Regions from separate parts of the Mus musculus genome. Here region 2 is linked to region 1. A link is a contact called in public Hi-C data. All regions are on one chromosome and are shown on one strand. Each heading gives the region's core, a stretch centred on a gene start, on an enhancer-like site or on the middle of the called end of the contact. The rest is flanking DNA. Distances are from core to core; before and after follow the strand shown. Region 1 has its middle 120 kb from the start of Kcnj3. Region 2 holds the start of Kcnj3 (potassium inwardly-rectifying channel, subfamily J, member 3).

What was found. A called contact is a pair of places that touch in the nucleus more often than the background predicts.
Region 2: a Hi-C map of cerebellar granule neurons shows a contact between it and region 1, with 4 times the contacts expected there. The contact joins the promoter of Kcnj3 here to the enhancer-like site in region 1. A contact is called at or near these places in 3 of 39 promoter capture datasets (embryonic stem cells and hippocampal neurons), 11 of 484 Hi-C or Micro-C datasets (the HL-1 cell line, brain, cerebellar granule neurons and 4 more) and 4 of 115 datasets of contacts at active chromatin or transcription factors (PVALB interneurons, embryonic stem cells, epiblast stem cells and 1 more).

The regions. Positions count from the first base shown.
Region 1 is chr2:55,311,726-55,317,803 of GRCm38.p6, reverse strand. No RefSeq gene overlaps it. Among named protein-coding and RNA genes, the nearest start is that of Kcnj3, 120 kb to the left of the region's middle. Within about 2 kb of position 2,508, at least 2 of the 459 cell types and tissues checked have an H3K27ac peak or open chromatin away from gene starts, as enhancers often do. A contact at or near this core is called in cerebellar granule neurons and cerebellum, where this site is marked.
Region 2 is chr2:55,433,850-55,439,800 of GRCm38.p6, reverse strand. It overlaps Kcnj3 (potassium inwardly-rectifying channel, subfamily J, member 3), which reads right to left and starts at 3,831. Exons shown (of 5, transcript NM_001355118.1): 1 at 3,291-3,831; 2 at 2,969-3,020; 3 at 1,899-2,655. The coding sequence starts at 2,600.

The DNA.
Region 1 (6,078 bases), core at 1,259-3,758:
TTAATCATCATAGTATATAGTGAAAATTAATTCAGAGAATTCATATGAGCAGAGACCTGGATATTTCAACATATAATTTTCTTAGGAAGTCCTAAGAACAAGAAATTAGGAAGTAATTGAAGGTTATTTTGAAACTTGAGACATGTTCAAATTAATCAGTATGTTCTACACAAATAGCCAGCATTACAGACAACTGAAAGGAACAATTTCCTGTTCAGGGCTGAGCAATACAATCACCTAAATAGGCACTGAGGAAAGTATTGAAATGTAATTCTGTTATTTAATAAACTGTCGCGATACCCAAGTACCTCCACTCAAATCATCCCGATGGCAGTGGTGGTGTATTCCAATGTTCTGGGTTCTCAAGTGAAACATACACACACATGTAGCCTTATATCTTAATATGCCTTTAACATATCGCTCGCCACATGGACATTCCAATACCTCCAACTCAATGCTTACTAAAACCTATCTTCCATCTTTGCTGCCCTCGACTCAGACCTGCAGCTTTCGTGGGACAAAATTGCTGAATCTTCTATGATTGCTATGTTCCTTCTTCTGCGCCTCTCAAGCCTGGTGTTTTATTCCTTTCAGGGCATGGCAGCTATCTCCTTCCTCCTCCCTAGATCCCTTGCTGGGGAACCCTAAAGTTTTGCCTCAGTCTCTCTGCTCAGTCATTAACGACTGGCAACTTAATTTACCAATCAAAACCAACTGGGGAAAGGGACCGTGCAAATTCTCATGCACTTTGGGGGACCCAAAAACATAATACAAGCATTAAACCAAGCCACAACAATAAAGATTGCAGTTAATGGAATTCAAGGACTAACTTTTCTATATTTACATAAACAGCAAAGAAATAACTTGAAATAATAATAATAATAATAATAATAATAATAATAAACATAAACATAAACTTGTGGTTTTAGGATGTGGATTACACATTTCTTTTTCACTGCTAAAATGTCTCCATGTGAACAAAAGGTAATCCTGCCATCTCACCACGAGGAGGAATGCTGTCCAGTTTTCAGCTTCCTACTGGAGTTGAGAAATAAAATATGTTCAAACAGAAGAATGAAATCAACCTTAGAGCCACAAAGTCAGTCATTTATTAGCAAATAAAAGCAATGTATTTTCCAAGGTTAAATAATAAAGTTTCCAAGAGCTATAATTACAGCTCACGACATAAAACCTTGAAAATTCCACTATATGATAAAAAGAATTTGAGAATCCCAACCTCTGGTGCTGTCACCTTATAATTATCAACTCCAACTGCCACATTTAGTTAACACATTAGGTTTAGAAAAGCTTCTTTTTTTATAACCAAGCTAGAAAAATAAAAGTTTTTTTTTATATATATAGTTTTCTGTTCACTGCAGAAAAGGAAAAGAGAGACATGAAAAGGGATTTCCAAAGAATGTCCAAGGAAAAGAATTCTCTACCATGGAAGCACTAAAAAAATAGAAAAAAAATCTGTTATATTTCTATTATAATATAATATTATATTATTATATGTTCTATGGAAAATTAAAAAATAGAGAAAAGTTTCACATCTGCTTATGATGCTGGGATGCCTATCATGTGATCCAGGTCAACCATCTGACCCAGGGAATTTTAGAAGGAAATAAAAGGAAAAAAAATTATCCCACCTTTAGTTATCAATATATATGCACATATACATATATAAAGATAGTACGTGCATATATATCCATATATATATGAAATGTAAAAATCTATAACTATGTCAATTTATATATAAATATACATTTTACATACACATTATTTCAGCTGTAACCTTGAAGTTGTACAGAGAAGACCAAATCATTAAGAAATAGTTTTCATATTTCACAGGACCCCTCACCTTAAGCATAAAATTAAAGGATGTAGAATAAGAAATAACTTTGAAAAGGCTTGATAGTGTGACAGCTGGTGTGTGACTTGAGCCAAGTGTAAAGACGAAAGCAGACCTCAGGTGCACCACGAGAGTGCTGTATTCGGTCATCTCCTATGGCTCCAGATTGTCATGTTGATTAGAAAATTTCATGCTATGTTCATCCACAGTTTATATATGGACTTTGTGTCACACATCAGAGGTAGAAGGCTCTGTTTAGTATTGCCATGCTATATGTCAGTATTAAGTTTGAAAACATAGCTGTCTGTATCTGGTAACTGCCTAAGTTATAATGAAGCAATTTGAAAACACAAATATCTTTCTATATATGCTGTAATTCTGTGTAGTAATGTATGAAATTCTAGTTAGTTTGATGAGAAGATTTTCTAGCTTTAATACCTGTGTTCAGAATTATCTATAAAATGTTTTAAATATCAAAAGGCCAAAGCATAACATTAAAACTAAAACTAAAATTAAGTTGTTTATCAACCAGAGGGGGAGATCAGTAACTTTATAATTAATGATAAAAATCAAGGAGGTGAATTAGGCACCATTTGCTCCCTCTTTTAGATAGTGAAATTCTGCTTTAGGCATTATCAGCATGGGCTTGTGAATCAACCTGGATCGGCACCATAATCTTCAGAGAACTTACTAAAAATATAATTTCATCAAATTCATAGTCCTTACCATAATATGTCCAATCAGGAAATGTGTTGATGGGGTAAGGGACAGGGAGATTTGGGACAGCAACCAAAGGACTTATCAAATATTACAGATGATTCAGATGCTGGCCGAATTCTGAGAATACAAGAAAAAGAGAGAGAGAAAGAGAGAGAGAGAGACTAATGATTACATTATAAACAAAATTCCAGAAAATAATTTCCAATGAATAACTACAAATAGATAAGCAGTTTAAATAGTATAGTTCAGCTTAAATATTATTGTTTATAGTTTCAATTAAAATCATTGAAACATAAAATATTGGCAGTTTGACTCAATCCAGAATAACTATAGAGTCAGAGCTCAAGTTTTAATTATTTTATCTTGAGAATCATTTTTTTTTCTTAATCGGAGATTATTACTACTTTTTGGTATTAAGGATATTGGTTGGAAATTATTTATGTTAAAAAACACTCAACTAAAGAAAATTTGGAAGATTTTGGCTTTTTCTCCTCAAACATGTCTAAATAATAAATTCCAGGATAGATTCTAAATTTCAAAGAAAATTAATTTGAACACAGAGATAAAAATGGTAGGGGTAGAAATGAATACGAGGTGCTACTACTTCCTCAAGTAATAGACAATAAGATCTTGAAAAACTCTTTAGGTTACTACAAGTGAAGACAAATAGTGAACCTATTTATCCATGTTCTATGTGACATATATTTCAGTGTACACTTTAAATGGCAAAATAGTATACTAACTATACTATTCTTTTGTAGTAAATTTCTTACAATTTTTAAAACTTTATTCAATAAAATAGGTTCCAAATATAAAAGTGCCAGTAGTAGTTTTTATACAGATATGATAAGGAGAAAATATGTTTAATTTGAGGACAAAACAATTGAGGAATTATTTGATGACAGATTCTGAAGTTATAACATTATCTTTTTTAATTAAGAGAAAGAACAGCTTTAATTTTATTTACATTTATATGTAAAGTATAACTATATAACTTTTTTTCCTAATCTTCCCATTAGTTCCTACCATTTTCCTTCCTTCCAACCCATCCTATACCCATATCTAAAATTTATAGCTGTTTTTAAAAGTTATTATTCTTAAACATGTATATGTATGTACATACATATGCACAAATACATAAATATGTTCAATTGAGTCTGTTATTGTTGTTTGTGTGTATATAGTATCAGGCCTGACAATTTAACTTTTTATTGGGTTATTAGTTAAAGAGATCATTTCAGAAATAGATTAATTCTCTCTCTCAGCAGTCTCATTAGTTGCCTATAGTTCTGTGTCTAGGGATGGGACCTTGTAATAGTTCTCTCCTTTTGCTTTAACATATTTATTGATATTGCTCTTTGTTCAAGTCTTGTTTGTACAGTCATTTCTAGGAGATACAATCTAAAAATAAGTGTTTCTGGTACTCTGGTTCTTTGCAGTTATTCCTCATTCTATTCTAGAATGGTTTTTGAGCAAGGAAAGAACTGTGGTGGGGGTCTATCTATTGGATTAGCTAAGATCCTCTGATATCTGCATTATGGCCAGTTATAATTTCCTGTGACAGAAAGATGTTTGTTTTATGGGTAGTGATAATTGCACTTATTTGAGGGTATAATGCTAAGACTTAAAATACAGTTAGGATTTGTGCTGGTCTAATAAAGTGGTGGTAGTTGCCCTTTTTGTTTTTTTGGGTTTTTTTTGTTTGTTTTTTTGTTTTTTAAGATCTATGTCATAGCATTAACCCTAGAAAATAGTCTAGGTTTCTAATATCAGTCATGATTTCGACTCAAAATCAGGTACACGCACACACAAGCACACACACATACAACACACAAACCACTAAATCTTCAGACCTATATCTATGATGAACATAGATACAAATTTCCTAAATAAATAATTAGCAGACTGAAGAAATTATTTCAAACACATAATTTGAAAAACATTCATGATGATCTAGTTGGCTTTGTCCCTAAAATGCAGGCTTGGTTTAACACATGGAAGTGAATTAATATTATGAATTCTAGAAATGAATTTAATAACAAAATTACACGGTGATTTGATAGATACAGAAAGTCTATTGACAAAAATTTCATGACCAATGTTAAACATAGTAGGACTAAAGAGAACATACCTCAGTATAATAAATGCTAGATATGGCAAGTTCACAGCCAACATTATTCTAAATGGAGAAAACTTAAAGTAATAACACTAAAATCAAGATGAAGACAGGGCTGTCCACTATCAGTATTAATATTCAATCGAATTCCAGAAATAGACCAATAAGGCAATAGTAGACTTATAAGGCAAGAGAATAAAATTAAAGGAACAGAGTTAAGATAAGAAGTCTGACTATCCTTATTTGCAAATTATGTAATATTATACACAAGAAATCTCAAAAATTCTACCAGACAATTTCTAAAAACCACAAAAATTTTCAGAAAGTGAGAGGGTACAAAATCATCTTGCACAACTCTGTAGCTTTTCTGCATACGAAGAACAAACATTTAGGAAAAGATCATTCTTTTGCATACTCTCATTTACAATAGCTGCAAAGACAATAATATACCGTGGAAAGAACCAAATTAAGGAAGTAAAAGACCTCTAAATTGAAAACCTCAAATCTCTAATGTAATAGATTGAGGAAAGACACTAGAAAATAGAAAAATATCCTGTATTCAAGAACCGTCAGAATTAATATGAAATAACCACTCTATTAAATGTACTTTACAGATTAAATACAATCCAAACCAAAATATGCACAATATAACACACAGAAATAGAAAAAAAAAACTATCATAAAGTTCATATGGATCCAGAAAATAGCCCTGATAAACAATGCAATACGGAACAAAAAGAATACTGGAGAAATTGTTAATGTAGATTTCAAGATAGATTATATAGATGGCACAAATTATGCTACTAGCACAAAACAAACGTGTAGATCAAATAAATAAATAGAAGACCCAAACACGTGTACTTGTAAGTATAGCTACCTGATACTTGACAGAGGTGATTCTCCCCTCCCCACCCCTCCCCAATTAAATGTAAGTGAGAAAAAAAATGTGAACCTTTTCTAGGCTTTAAAGGATCTCTGTGGCTGCTTTGTGACAAAGAGGTTGGAGGAGATTAAAATGAGATTAGGGAAGGCAGCTTAGATATGATTATAATGTGTGAAAAATGATCATATACCTATTAAATTAGTGTATTATATATAGCCTGCTATAGAAAAATATATATGGTCTGTTTTCAAACACTGAGAAAATAGGCAAGTAAGAACAATGACATAGAGCCTGAAAGGATGTATGCGATTTGTGGACAGTCATTGGAATAGGGAGCAGTTGGAGAACTTCATTCAAGTGATGGACACTCATGAGCTATAGATAAGTTATTTTTTGAAGCAAAATTATATAAAAACAGATGTTAGGTATCATTTAATTGAATTATCCATTTCTTTCAAGTGAGAAGTTAAAGCAGTATAAAATTTGTAGAGATGTATAAATATGCAT
Region 2 (5,951 bases), core at 2,582-5,081, 120 kb before region 1:
TATCCACACACAGGTTCCTTGACAGTGTTCAAAGATTCAGATTGCTCCAGAGCCTCCCTAAACAATATGGAGAGTTCACTCTACACATAGAAGTGAGCACACACAGCTATCACTATCATAACCATGTTTGCAACTCATCCACTTGGCTGTATCTCCCATCCACTTAATTCAAACAGTTGTGAATAAAACGAAACCCTGCCATAAATTACAACAATTGTGTACATCTAAATTGTATAAAAGAACAAAGTCAATTAAAATTATGTAATCATAGCTATCCATGTGAAAAATGTATACCAGAGCCAGGCTGGGAATTTTACACTCTGATATCAAAACTGCTATTTGTTTACTAAGGCAGCATAGAAAGGACTCATGTGATGAAAAGTGACAGGGCAAGTGAACTGCTTTAATTCAAACACTGAACTGGCCAAGTTGGTCAAGAATAATTAGGATGAGGTCTTATAAGTGCTAATGAAAGTGACAGAAGAGCAAAACATTCTTTTAATCCATGGAGAATACTTTTAATTGTATAACAAGTTGAGGCTGGATAAAACAATATAGTTGAGTGGTGCAAACTGAAATTTCAATGGCAAAATTTTACCTCAACCCAAGTATCAGTCATTTTATTACCTCTAAGTTCTGAACCCAGCTATACTTTTTTATATAATCTCAGATTAATTTTTTTCAATAATGAACTATTAATTTGTGGTTATCGTTTTCAGTTTGTGAACATTTGAAAACCACTCTGGAAAATCCGTGGAAGAGGAGGAAGAGGAGGAGGAGGGGGGAGAGAAGGAAGAAGAAGAAGAAGAAGAAGAAGAAGAAGAAGAAGAAGAGGAGGAGGAGGAGGAGGAGGAGGAGGAGGAGGAGGAGGAGGAGGAGGAGGAGGAGGAGGAGGAATAGGGAGAGGAAGAGGATGAGGAAGAAAAAGTGGTGACATCTGTAGACCTTCAGAGAGAACTAGACTTTAATTCCTCTTTCTCAGACTCTAATTTGCAAATAACTAGGGGACACTTCTTGTTTGCGGTGCTGTCTTCTGAGGGCTACAAGGACCTTACCTTAATAACAACCCTATGATCAATTTGTTTTGGCGTTTACAGCACTGATGTTAGGAAGCAATCTTCTTTAATGGATGCTCAAAAGCTTCAAGTAAAATCTATAATTGACAAAGTCTTCATAGAAACAGGCAATTAAGAATAAAATTAACAAGAGACTCTACAGGGAAAGCACTCAAGCTTTCACAGAATGCATCTCTAGAGGGATACACACACACACACACACACACACACACACACACACACATTATAGTTTTTAAAGAAACAGATATGGTGCCTTCTGTTTTACTAAGAGCTTCCTGGATCTGCTATGTTTGTTTAAAAGATGACCACAGTTAAACTTACTGTGTCCTGAAGAGTAATCCACCTAGTAGCATTATTGGGACAGGGTACACTGCAGACTAAACTCAAACTAAAGTTGAGGCAACTTCCAACATCTAATTCTTCCCATTAGAAGCCTTAGTGCCTCATGTGTAGAAGAGTATTGAGTTGGCAACAAACCAAAAGTGCTCCAGGGACAAAACAGTAGTGGGAGAACAGGAGCCCACAGCTCTCCCTACCACCATTATGGTGTGCTGCAGCACATCAGAGGTGAGGAATATAAACAAGAACAGGGACAAAACCAGAACTGGCAACTATGCCCTCTGCCCAATTACCATCCCTTTTTACCCCTCCCCACATCGCACCCCCTCCTCCAAAGAAGTTTACCTGTGGTGGAAGGAAAAAACCCTGGAGGGAAAACCCAGAGGAGGGAGCAGAGTGGTTCCCAAGGGGATTAAATCTTTGGGTTTCTGGGGTGGGGGGGTGGGGGGACATCTGCTTGAAGAAGGGGAGGGCTGCACTTACTTTGAGCAGCTTGCAGCGGATCTGCGCGGAGACCATGTGGCTGTTGCGCAGGTTGCCCACCCGGAACATGAGAGTGAGTTTTCCGTCCCTCATGGAGATAACCGCATGCTCGCTAAACATGAGGGTCTCGGCGCGCTTTTTGGGCTGGGACATCTTGATGAACATGCAGCCGATGAGGAAAGCGTCCACGATGGAGCCAAGGATGGACTGGAAGAGGAAGAGGATGATGCCCTCGGGGCACTTATCTGTGATGTAGCGGTAGCCATAGCCGATGGTGGCCTCGGTCTCGATGAAGAAGAGGAAGGCAGAGGGGAAGTTATAGACATTGGCCACACAGGGAGTGTAGTTGCCGACATGGGCTTTGTTCAGGTCGCCCCGGGTATAAGCGATCACCCACCACATGGACGCCATGAAGAGCCAGGCCACGGTGTAGGTGAGGATGAAGATAAAGAGGTTCCAACGCCACTTGAGATCCACCAGGGTAGTGAAGAGGTCCGAAAGGTAGCGACTGGTCTCGCTGCCCAGGTTACCATGCTGCACATTGCACCGGCCGTTCTTGTCCACGAACCGCTGCCGTTTCTTCTTGGGCACCAGCTGCTGCTGCGGGCCCTGTCCTGGCCCCTGAGGCTGTAAGCCCGAACCGCTCGACGAAGTGGTCACTACCTGGTAATCGTCCCCAAATTTCCTTCGGAGTGCAGACATAATACGGAGGGGCGAGCCAGATTCAAACACGAAGCGGAGGCGCAGGAGCCAAGCGCTGCAAACCAGCACCAATAAGGAGGTGGGGGCAGGGGATGAAAGCAGGAGGGGAGGGGACGAAAGCAGGCGCCTGGGTTGGGGGTGGGGGTGGGGAGCACCCTGCAGGTAGCAGCAGTCTTTGCCCCGTCCGGATGCCTCTCCTCCCCTGGGACAGAGGCTTTCTTTCCAGGAGCAGGGCTAAAACAGAAGTGTTCTCCCACACTCAAGGCAAGGGGAATGCAAGGGGCAAGAACCCAAGTGAAAATTTGCCTCTGAGCTCTTTGAGGCTTCTCTTTTTCCCCCCACCATCACCATCCCGGGCCACCTCTTACCTTTCCACGGCACCCCACCCTCGACTGTCCTGCAGCACCCATGAACTGGTTGCTGAAAATTAATGAGTTTGACAAACAAGTCCCACCCCACCTGCTAACTCCCCAAGCTTCTAAACTGCTCCACCTGCCTGGTCCAGACCCTCCCCCCTCCCAGCTGCACCCTAATCACCCGCCCCCCAGGAGTGTCCCTAGGTCCCTTGTCACTCCCGCCTCCTATCTTTTAGCCAAAATCCCGCCCAGAGGCATGTCTCCTGGGCAGCGGTGCAACGCCCCCTACCCACTCTCTGCTGGTTCAGAATCCCCCTCCCGGGACTCTAGAGACCTGTACTCCTGAGGTGCGCCGGCGGCCGAGTTTTCACGCGCTCCACCTGGGCCTTTGGGTGGACTCTCCGGAGGGGGTGAGCGGACGTCAAGCTACCCCTGCGCTCCAGGGAGCTCTGGAAGCCTGGGCACTCACCCAGTGACAGAGAACAGGCGGAGGCTCTGCAAGCAGCACAGGCAGTCTGGCCAAGCACCCTGCGCTTAGGGTGCCTGACCCCTTTCTACTTTTCTTGGTGTTCCAAGATGAGAACCAATGCAGGTGTGTCAGGCTCCGTGCCTCCCTGGGGACACTACACAGCCTCTGCCAGAAACCCCTGATGCTCCAAGCAGAGACTGACTCGGACGCCTGACTCCCGGGTTCCTTAGCGTGCGATGCCCTCTTTCCAGGCGACAGTGCGACTGCTGAACGGAGGTCAGACTTTCAGGTTAAACACCGGCTTTTGCTCCAGCTTTTCCCATGCCTCTCAATAGAAACATTTGAGTCTTCCTTCCTTCGATCTCCTATTCCATGTCCGCCCTTTGCTTGTCCCGGATGGATGGAGGATGCAAGGCTCAAGCGGAGGCAACCAGAATGAGGTGTGTGTGTGCTGGTGCGTGTGATCAGCTGCAGAACCACACTAGCCCCGCCTGTCCTTGCCTTCCCCCGCTGCTCAACCAGCCTGAATTGCACCTCCGCGCCTGGGTTGAGCCTGCAGTGTCTGGCAGCTTAGAGAATGTGAGCCCCTCCAATGAGAAGCAGCTTTAAATCTGCTCCCAAAAGGCAGCCAACTCTTCCCCCCTCCCATCCCGCATCAATCAGAAAGCCCCCAGAAAGCAACAAATGCTGCTTTCTGCGGGGAGTACAATATGTCTCTATTTCTAGGACTTTCTTTTAAGCGAATAGAATACTAGGATTTGGGAATGCATCATCAACAGAGATTCGACTTTCAGATAGGCATATTCAGAACCCAAAATTACCAAACCAGAGGGACCTGACAATCAAGAAAGGCTACACTGAACGGAAACACCAAACCCTTTCTGAAAATGATTCTATGAGGGGGGCTTAGAATAACTACAGTTAGTGTGTGGCAATAATTGAGGGAAAAGTGCCACATTTTAATGGCCCCAGCCTGGCAGTTAACTTAATGGAGGGGGCAAAGTGCAAAAACAGCTGATATAGAGCCCTTGAGTAAATGCCAGCTTATTTACCACATTTCATGCTCGTTTTAAAATGTCATGGAGTCTTATGCCATGTTCCATACAGTCCAGATATGCAAAGTTGGTAGTAAGTCATCAACTCTTGCTATAAAAACAAAGGTTGACTATAAGAACTGGAAACAAAAAAAGCACACAATCACTAGACCATTTCTCCCTGGTAGACACTCACTGCTCCTCTGCCCTAAGACAAACATTCATGCACTCAAAAGCAGAGGACTTGCAAAACGTTTAGCTCCAATTACAGCTTCTCCTATGGGGTCTCTGCAAAGAGGACAGCAATGTATTCTCTGGAGGTTAGACAAAACAGGGACTCTCTGGCCCTGGAATCCTAAGGCCCTTTTGAATACAGCTATATCATTTACAAGCTGGGTGACCTTGAGCAAGAGAAAAACCGTGGAGCCTGAATTTCCCCCTCCAAAAAAATAAATAAATGAAAATGAGAGTTTTATATTTTCCCGGTGATGATAGAGAAACAAAGGAATAAAAGAAAAGTAATGCTATTTTTATTATTTATTTTACTATTTAATCATTTCTCCTCCAAAGGATATACTGGGCTGCCAAGTTTTAGCAGTGCAAAGAGGAGACCATGAGTGAGTTATTTAAGTCGTTGCCATGATGTGACCTACCACAACTCCTTATCTTATTTCTGTTTCTCCTCCACTCTGTCCTTGGCAGGCTGCTGTTTCGATTGCTAAAACACTTGCAGACCTAAGCTGATCCCTGGGCTACTCCAGGGTCTTCTTTCTCACCCTGTAATATTCTTGTCCTTCCCATGGGTCTTATTGCCTCCCTGTTTAAGTGTGTTCTCCATAGAAAAGCCTTCCTTAGTATCTCAGACCCTCTTTGTCTCATCAGTCAGGTTCCTTGCTCATGAGCAAGTTTTCTTGATGCTGTTTTCTTTCTGTCAATGTTCTTCTCCCTCTGTTGGCAATCTGATAAAACAGGCTCTACAAGGGTGAAAGTCCTGTCCTTTTTGCCTTTCTTTGTCTCTCCTTCCTAGAATTGTACTGGTCTCATGCTTGGCAAACCATATTTCTTGGATTATTACATATGTCAGTCTAAACCGTTAGCAGCTCCCCAACAATTCACTAAATCTATACTCAGAATGTAACCTGCACTAACTGGCATCCCTTACTTGAAAGAATACGAAAGAACATTGATGCTTAAAAGAGAATATTTCTTGTTACATTAAGAATTTATGTTCTATCAGTCTTTTGGATCTTTACCCAATATGTTTGAAATAATACCTGTACTTTATTTAAAAGGACATGACTAACCTTTCTTTAGGACCCTAGTCAGCCAAACATGGTGGAGTATGATTTTTAATCCCATCATCCAGTAGACAGAGGCAATCAGATCTCTGTGAGTTTGAGGCAAGCTCCAGGCCATCCATGTATAAATAGTGAGGCTCTTATAGAATCATGATGGTTTAATAACAAAAAACAAAGTATTTTCATATCTTCCT